Linked DNA regions of Mus musculus: region 2 is linked to region 1. Evidence: chromatin contacts called from public HiCAR-type data. All regions are on one chromosome and are shown on one strand. The core of a region is the stretch at or near the end of the contact, and the rest is flanking DNA. Distances in the headings are between cores, read along the strand shown. Region 1 holds the start of Ssr3 (signal sequence receptor, gamma). Region 2 overlaps Gfm1 (G elongation factor, mitochondrial 1).

What was found. HiCAR-type assays count read pairs that join an accessible place to other places.
Region 2: a HiCAR-type map of astrocytes shows a contact between it and region 1, with 4 times the contacts expected there. The contact joins the enhancer-like site here to the promoter of Ssr3 in region 1. A contact is called at or near these places in 5 of 39 promoter capture datasets (hematopoietic stem and progenitor cells, hippocampal neurons, liver and 1 more) and 1 of 115 datasets of contacts at active chromatin or transcription factors (astrocytes).

The regions. Positions count from the first base shown.
Region 1 is chr3:65,390,111-65,394,767 of GRCm38.p6, reverse strand. Ssr3 (signal sequence receptor, gamma) reads left to right here and starts at 2,215. Exons shown (of 5, transcript NM_026155.3): 1 at 2,215-2,363; 2 at 3,317-3,443. The coding sequence starts at 2,231. It also overlaps the pseudogene Gm5540.
Region 2 is chr3:67,458,274-67,462,930 of GRCm38.p6, reverse strand. The region is part of intron 13 of Gfm1 (G elongation factor, mitochondrial 1); the gene reads right to left. It overlaps Lxn (latexin), which reads left to right. Exons shown (of 6, transcript NM_016753.4): 2 at 510-572; 3 at 1,442-1,619; 4 at 1,873-2,009; 5 at 4,275-4,337; 6 at 4,604-4,657. Among named protein-coding and RNA genes, the nearest start is that of Lxn, 3.3 kb to the left of the region's middle. Within about 2 kb of position 2,815, at least 13 of the 459 cell types and tissues checked have an H3K27ac peak or open chromatin away from gene starts, as enhancers often do. A contact at or near this core is called in astrocytes, where this site is marked.

The DNA of each region.
Region 1 (4,657 bases), core at 966-3,465:
CTGTGGCTCACCCCAGTAGCCCTGCATGACGCAGTACCCTCGGATATACAGCTCCCCAGGCACGTTCAGGTTGGTCAGCTCACCCGTCTCCACATTCACAATCTGGGCCTTCGTGTGAGGCATAATTCTGCCCACACTTCCAGCCTTCTGCTCCAGGGTGTCCTCGGGAAAGTTCATGAAGGTCACGGGACTGTTCTCTGTGGTTCCATAAACAACCACCAGCTCCTTCATGTTCATCTTGTTGATGATGGCTCGAATCAATTCCGGGGGTGCTGGGGACCCAGCAATCACACCTCCACGAATGCTTGTGAAATCATAACTGGAGAAGTCTGGCTGATTCAGAATATCCACAAACATCGTGGGTGTGCCATACAGGAGGGTGCCTTTCTCTCTGCTGATGGCTTCCAATGCCTTCTTGCCATTGAAGCTTGGAAAAGACAGGAGGAGAGTGGCACCATGCATCATAGACACCATTGTGCCCCCCACGGAGCCCAGGCAGTGGTACAGGGGACTGGGCAGGACCACGCGCAACTCCTCTGCAGTCTTTGTGGGCATCTTCAGACGCTGGCCTATCAGCATGGAGTTGTTTACGATGTTGTGGTGGGAAAGAGTGGCCCCCTTGGGGTTTCCAGTTGTCCCCGAGGTGAACTGGATGTTGATGGGGTCGTAGCAGGACAAGAACCGCTGGTTGTACCGCAGCTGGGCTAGGTTCTGTTCCTTGCCACCGGCTGCCACGATGTTATCCAGGAGCAGGGTCCCCGGCAGAGGGGCATCCACGGAGATGACTGTAGTCAGGTCTGGGAGTCTCTCACTCTTCAAGGCCCCTGGCTGAGCCTTTTCCAGCTCAGGACAGACCTGCTTCAGGATGTCGTAGTACTGCTGGGTCTTGAATTGTTTGGGAAACACAATACCTTTGCAGCCTACCTTTCTGAGGACATATTCCAGTTCTGAGGACTGGTAGGCTGGGTTCACAGACACCAGGATGATGCCTGCCTGGGCAGTAGCCAGCTGAATAAGTACCCAGGCATAGGAGTTGGGTCCCTGCATGCCCAGCCGGTCACCCTTGCGGAGGCCAATGCTCAGAAGACCAGAAGCAGCTTTGTCCACCTCCTCCTTGAGCTGCGCAAAGTTCAGCCTGATGTTTTCATGGAGGATAACCAAAGCCTCTCTGTCGGGGAACCTCTGCGCTGTGGCGTCAAGGCACTCGCCCACAGTTGTGTTCACAAGATGGGAGTCGGTGTGGCCCTGAATGTAGCTGAGGCCTCCAATGGGCAAGGGGTTGGTGCAGTTCACCATTCCAGAACTGAGAGCGCGGACACTCTGCAACTTCGAGTTCGGCCGAGGGCGAGTGAGCAGCGTCCGGGGGCCCCGCGCCCCCAGGCTCGCGATACACAGCCTCCCGAAGCGCAGCATCCCGTGATAGACAGCCATGGCTCGCTTCCGCCGCGGGTCTGGGCCAGGAGTAAAACTCCACAAGAGTTTTTTTATTTTCCAATTCTAAAGACTGTAATGAGAGAGTCTTTTAGAGGCTAAGAGGCTTTGTTGATTAAAATGATGTAATAGTAATAATAATAATAATAATAATAATAATAATAATAATAATAAATTAAACCATGCAGATGGCTCAGAGGGTAAAGACACAAACGTGACAATTTGGTTCAATCTCTGGGACCCAGAAAGTAAAAGTAGACAACTAACTTCCTCAAGTTGTGTTCTGACAACGTTGTGGCACGGCCCTCCAACCAATCAATCAATCAACTAATCATCAATCAACCAATGAGCCAATTGTTCAATCAATGTAATAAATTTAAAAAGAAATATAAAGTGCACATGTGGAATGAAATACCAATAACGTTAGTTAGTTCGTTAGCTAGCTGGTTAGTTAGTTAAAACAGTACTGCTTGTATGGTTGCTCATTTCGATTATCCAAGCCTGTCTCTGGAGACTGAGGCAGGCGAGTTAGAGAGCAGCTCTAAACTACACACTAAACTACAAATCCCTTCATTCTTTGTGGCATTGAGGCGCCACGTACCCTGAAGGATGCGGAAGTCTTGTTCGCATGCCCAATCGTACCTCGACGCTTGTGAAACGACGGCAAGATGGCCAATCCCGAAGCAGCGTACCCTGCGGAGTCCCGCCTCCGCGTTGCGCTGACGGGTCGCGGGCGGATACGCGGCCTTCTGAACCTTCCCTGCCTCCCTGCTCCCGGCCTCCAGTCTTCAGCTCGGCCATGGCTCCCAAAGGCGGCTCCAAGCAGCAGTCCGAGGAGGACCTGCTCCTTCAGGATTTCAGCCGCAACCTGTCGGCCAAATCGTCGGCGCTGTTCTTCGGGAACGCGTTCATCGTGTCTGCCATCCCCATCTGTGAGCTTCGGGCGGGCGGCGGTGGCGGCGGGGACGTGGCGGGCGCGGCGGGGAGGCCTAGTGTCCGGAGCAGCGTCCTCGGGAAGTCACTCGCGGCGTGCTTCTGAGCCGGGCGCGGGTTCTGGCCCGGAATCTCTTTTTGGTACACTGCCCTTCTCCTCACCACTGTTGGACACTAGGATGTCTTTAATGAACCGGGCGGGGGAGCCACTGATAAACCTTCACTGAATTAGCAGCGTGACCCGTGGCAAACCTCCCCTTACTCCCGAGCATCCTTTGGACGTGCAGAATGCCAAGTTAGGCCTTGCCCGAGGTCCGCGATCAGCCTTGTTTAGGATTTCAATAACTCCTAGAGAGCAGCTCGAGCCTTCTCGATTGAATGAGAAACTGCCCACTTGAAGGCCAAAACTGTCTCCAAGTCCAGGTTTTCCGAGTTTCCTGTCTCCTGACCCGCACTGCCGCAGTGCTGCAGGCCAATCATGTCCAAAAAAAGTTCTTTGTTATTTTGGCCTTGTAAAAAGCTCAGCTTGCAGTGAATGTGGTGTGGAGCCCCCTGGGTTCACTGGCCCGACAAAGCATTGTTTGGATTTCAGTGAGCAGCCACGTCAGCAAGTTAACCAAAGTTTTGGGACAGCGGTTGATTTAAAATGGCCCGTGTTTTAACTTCCTAGTATTCCATGAGTGAAATTGTTATTATTTGTAATCCCCACTCCCAGTTTGTTCTCAAGTTAGAAGATGAAATTTCTAGACTAGCAATATCCCCACAGCCTACCTTTCTGTACTGGGAAAGCCCTGAACTGGGACAAACCCAGTTTATTGTCTATCTCACCTCTAGTGAAGTTTTTCGGATACTGGGTGGGATTTACTGACTCTCATTTACCTGGCTTAGCTGTAGTCTGGCATGTGCAATGGGGCAGTGATGTTGTGTGTCCCTTGCTTTTGTCTTATCTCAGGGTTGTATTGGAGAATATGGCATATGGATCTCATCCAGTCTGCTGTGCTCTACAGTGTGATGACCTTAGTAAGCACTTACTTAGTAGCCTTCGCGTACAAGAATGTAAAATTTGTTCTGAAGCACAAGTAAGTACCCTAAACCCAACCCCAGTCTGCATATTTTATGTTAGGGGGTCTTAAACATGATTTATAAGCATTAGTTTGAAATGTGTATGTAGTTAATCGTGAACCATATGACACTTCTGTGGAAATAGGTTTTGAGGGTGGAGTTTGAATATTCATTCCCAGTCTTCAATTGATGGTTTGGTCAGAAAAACAAGTCTATTAAATCAATGAATGTTTCCGAAACTCAGTGGATTTCTTTCTAGAAATTATTTTAGGCTGCCCATTTACTAATTTTGGAAGCAAAAAATTAAAAATTCTCTGACATTTTCAATGCCAGTTACTTTTTTTTTTTTTTTTTTTAATCTTGTAAGTCTATTCACTGTAGAAGACAACCCTATTTCTTGAATTTCAAGATCACGTATAAGACGAATTATTTTACTAGCTTTAGGAGAAGAAAACCCAAGTTTTTTTTTTTTTTTACACAAAGTTCTTTCTTTTTAAAAAATTTTTATATGAGTATACTATAGCTGTTTTCAGACACACTAGAAGATAGCATTGGATCCCATTACATATATTCTATGAGCCACCATTTGGTGGCTGGGAATGGAACTCAGGACCTCTAGAAGAGCAGTTAGTGTTCTTTAACCACTAAGCCATATCTCCAGCCTGGAAAACCTAAGTTTTACCTCAGTAAATTTTTATGTTTTAAGCACTTGTGTACTCTGCTTTCCTAAAAATAAAACAGGAGGGTGTAGCAGGCTATTCCCTTATTTGTTCAATAGGGCCTTTTAGGTTTTTCTTTGAAGTATTATTATTTTTTTTAAAAATAATTAACTCTTTTACTTTTGAACTGCGCTTGTGTGTTTGTGTCTGTGGTTTGGTGTGTCTCTTGCCTGAGGGGCCAGAAGATAGTGATAGATTTCTGGAACTGGAATTGCACATAGTTCTGAGCCACCTGATAGAGGTGCTGGGAACTGAACTCAGCTCTTCTGCAAGAGCAATGTGTACTCTTAACTATTGAGCCTTCTCTTGAGCTTCTAAAGTAATTTTTTAAAGGCAGTAGGTATTCCGATCTTAAATTTGTCATCTATTTACTGTTTTAAAATTTCTCACAGTATCCACACTTGACTAGAAACTAGTTTTGTTTAGATTGATATAGCAGTCTGCATCTGGTCTCTTGAAACAAAATTTAGAGTGTACTCTGACACACATTGCTTAAAGCTATTTGATGATAC
Region 2 (4,657 bases), core at 1,566-4,065, 2.1 Mb before region 1:
AAAAGGGGGATATCTAAATGATCTATTCATAAGGTCTTTTGAAGTGGTGTTTGACAGGACAGTATCAACAGCACTTACACACACTGTCTCTGAGCACTTGGCACTCATCCACCACACGTCGTTTACTCACTGAACACTCTGGTACCCCCGGCTTTAAGACAAACCCTTCCAAAGATGTGCCTACTGCCACTGCATCTGTGTCCTCTGTACGTTTCCACCCGCTTCCTAGACCTACCTAAATAAACTTGCTAGATACTGCCAAGTCCATGCTAGACACCCGATGACCGCCTTCCTGAGCAGCCGGGCTTGGGAAGCGATGAAGGATGGTAAGATGTACAGTCATGAGGAACGTCAGAACAAGACCCCTGGGATGTTTTAAAAGACGCAAAACTTTAGTGTATTTCTTCCCACCAGCCACCCTCCCAGTCACGTAATAAGAATGTCCTAACTAAAAAGATGTGATATATTACAGTATTCTTTTCTCCACTATATTTTTTTCTTAATTTTAGGATATCCCAGGAAGAGGGCACAAGTACCATCTTAAGTTTTCTGTGGAAGAAATTATCCAAAAAGTAAGTGAGCTGTCTTTTCTAGAATACGCGTGCGTTCTCAGTGTTGCGGCTCATTCTCGCTGAGGGTTTACCCTGGGCCTCCACTGCGGCTGCTGGGAGATTCTGAGTATGGGCAGCCATGGCTCTGCAGGCAGAGCTTCACAAGCCAGTGTGGACTGCCTGAGCACTTTCTTTCTGTTCAATTGTTTAGAAAAGTCTGTGTTTCAGTTCAAATAAATTACCCTTAAGTAGATTCCAAGCAGTCTGAATTCACGCCTTGTAGGACTGAAAGAGGTAATTTACTCTCCAGTCATGACTGTTTTCTCATGCCTGCCTTTTATTTTGGTTTTTAATTGGATATTCAAATTAAGTACATTTAGAAATTCAGGAACAATAGAACCTCCAACAGTGATTCCACTAATCTTGCAGTAGTGGGACAGGAAAGTTTGAAAATTTTGAATGCATGTCAAATTATCAATGAAATAAATGTAAAAGAAGGGAACTGTAGTTGGCGCCACAGCCATCTTGAAGCCGTGGGAAGTTTTCCTCTCCCCGAGGAGATAACAAGAGGAAATCCCCTGAAAGGCACTGAGCTACTAGACAGCCATCTCCATAGCAGGCTGCAACCCTTACTTTATATTAGGAGAGACTGCTCGGGCCACATTTGGGAGAAACAGTGGCTTCACAAGCAGAGGGAGGGGGTATGGAACAAGCTTTGGTAGCCCTCCTTTGGTAGGCAGTCAGGCTAAAATTTGACATTGTAAACCACCACCCCACTAACAGACAGGGCTAACATTCCTAAGATTCTGGAACCTAGAAACTTACAACAATGAATGGCCATCTGTAAGACTGATCTTTTGTGTTACTTTTGTAAAAAATGCTCTCAACAGCAAGTTACAGTGAACTGCACAGCTGAAGTTCTTTACCCCCAAATGGGACAAGGCTCTGCACCAGAAGTCAACTTCACATTCGAAGGAGAAATCGGCAAGAACCCAGATGAGGAAGATAACACATTTTATCAAAGCCTCATGTCTCTGAAGAGACCGCTGGAAGCACAGGACATCCCAGGTACACACATAGCGCATGGGAAATGATGTTCTGCCAACTTGAGATGCACCTCTGCTGTCCATCCTCAAAACTGTTTCATGGTATCTAGGTTGGAAATAACTAGACTTTTGCAAAAATACTTACTTCGAATCTAAGCCAGCAATCAAAAGAGGCTTTTTGGAATTTTATACATTCATGGCTTAATTTAGTGTTTACCCATGTTAGATAGCATAACTATGACTTAATTTTTAATCTAAAATGTTTTCTCTACCAGACAATTTTGGAAATGTGTCTCCACAAATGAAGCCAGTCCAGCACTTAGCCTGGGTCGCCTGCGGTTATGTAATGTGGCAGAATTCGACTGAAGACACATGGTATAAAATGTTAAAAATTCAGACGGTCAAGCAAGTGGTACGTAGTCTCTACACAGTGTGCTATTAACAGTAATACAGACAAGGCACTGGAGTTTGGAGTTGGATAGTGTTCCTATTGCTGTCTTGTATTGAAACCAGTGAGGCTGGCAGTCTGAAGGCACTGCTAGTCAGTCAGCTTAGAGGAAGCACGGAGAGCAACAACACTGGTCCTGAAGGTCAGGTGGCTTGTTAGAGAGAACCCAGACGAGGCCTCTGTTCATAATACCTGCCTTCCCAACAGCTGCCTCTGGTTAGTGTGCTTTCCGGGGTCACCCGATATGGGAAGTGAGTGTGAGCAAGACTAAGGGTTTTCTATGAAGCACCTTCTAATAATGAGTAGTTCTAGACTGCATTTTCACAGGCTTACGGTTTGTCTTTCATGCCAAGAAATTCAGATTTTGTTATCTGTGATGCTTTGTTCAGATCCGTTCCAGAGCAAAAGGGTTGTAGCTTTGTTAGTACGTATACAACAAACACTCAGATACACTGTACACTTTCAAGGAATCACCCTGTCCCTAATTTGGTTTCCACAGGTCCTGAGGGCCACTTTTTATAGCACTCACAAGTAAAGCCGCACTTCCAAAACTATCAAGTTGTGAGTCCAAATCTGACACTTTTTAATGTTTTTTAAATATATATATGTAATATATATATGATATATGATATATATTTTTTCCTTTGGTCTTAAAGAGTAGCTCCTTTAGCAACCTCACTAGTGAATCTGAACGCTATTGTCAAGTACTGCAGAGCTAACTGCATTTTTCTTTACTGAATGCTAGTTCCATGGCTACCCAGAGACAAGACTGGCATTTCCCCCTAGAGAGAATTGTGGCACTGTGGTCTCTGTCTGTAAACTTGGAGCAGTTTGAGTTGTTCCTTGGCTCATTCGGGATTCTTTTCTCTAATCCTTTTAGTCACAGTTTATGACCTCACATTTTGTTAGGAGCCGTATGATTTCTTAAGCCTGACACCATGGTCATGGAGAAATGCATTTTCCTAGGGCAGAAATGCATAGGAACATGTTCTTTAGTTTATACCTTTTGAGGTTAAAGAGGAAATCCAACTAGTATCTAATGGAAAACAAGAATGAGTACTGGGAAGCAAAAAGGTTGTTTCTGTCAATTCTGAGAGAAAAGGGCTTCCTGCTGCCCTCTTTCAGCTTTCAGGCAACCAACAGCACAGCATCACTGTCTTCAGGGCCTCTGTCACCACTTACTAGACACAGCCGGTGACAGCTCTCGGAGACAGAGGCCAAAGCTTACGAAATAGAGTCTGCTTTTCAGGTGCATTCACAGATACCAACCAACCTTGGCCACGGCATTCCTTTAAAGGCCCTGAACTACCAATCCAGGCCAGGTACAGGCCATACAACCACAGTCAAGAATCTTCAAGCTACATCCACCAACATACAAGCCAGCGGTTTTACGCTCACAAAAATAAACCTATCCATCTTCTCTGTATTTGAGCGGTATCCCCGAGAGCCCCGGCAGCAGGCTTAAGTACTGCTTAGTTCATGCATGTCATACGTCTGTACCTATTAAAATCCAACATGGAGGATGCCATCCATGTCAACAATGACGTTAGGGAACTCTTTGCTTCCACACTCAAAGGAAAACTTACTTCAGTAGGGAGTGGTAGCTGTGGGCTGCATGTATAACAAACAGTGCGAGCTGGAGGAGCCCCAGGAGCGTGTGCTGCCCACTGGAGTCTCAGCACAGCAAGAAGCCTTCAGAAGCCGCAACCTCATGGGGCACAGCACACTTCTCATGATGTCTACAGCTACATAGATGCAGTGGTTCTATGTAGCTCACTGCATAATTGCTTTTTATTCCTGAGTAACAATCAGTACGGAACAAAGCTTTAACTGTAAAATCAGATAGCTTAGTCATTACATTTTATTATTGTCAGTTTTCTAAAGAATGTTATATAATTGGTTTCTTTTAATATGAGTTCCCATTGCCATTACTGACACTAGGGTTCATAAATAAAAAGCTACATACAGTAATGCTTTTAAATAGCTGCCACAAATTGGAAGGTGAAAAATCAGAGAAGCGATTTTTTAGAGTAACAAATGCCAAGTAATGATTTTTAAAAAATGGCTTGAAAGAATATTTGAAAGAAGAATTGTTATTATTTTAAGAAACTAGTTTTCTGCCAGGCTAACCTGAAGTGAATAAATCAACATTAATGCAAAAAAGAAATTAAGATGTCATTTTTGCCATGATGTTGTCTAAGCATTTTGTTGTTGTTGTTGTTGTTGTAGCAAAGAAACGATGACTTCATTGAGTTAGATTACACCATTCTACTCCACGACATTGCATCGCAGGTAACATATACAACTTTTCTTTATTTGATGCCACTCTGAAAATCAAGAATTGCTTTGTAGCCACACAGTCCCTTTACTCCTTTTGAAACTAAGTAAAAGTTACTGACAGTTAAGACAGGCACCAAGTCGAAGTGTATCATCCTTGTAGCGACTGGATTTGCCTGATGCTATTTCTGCTGAAGACATTTTAAATAGTAGCATCAAGACAATAGAAACCCAATTATATTTTCTAGTCTCACAATGACATTAGCTTTCTTTACTTGCAGGAGATTATTCCCTGGCAAATGCAAGTCCTGTGGCATCCACAGTACGGCACAAAA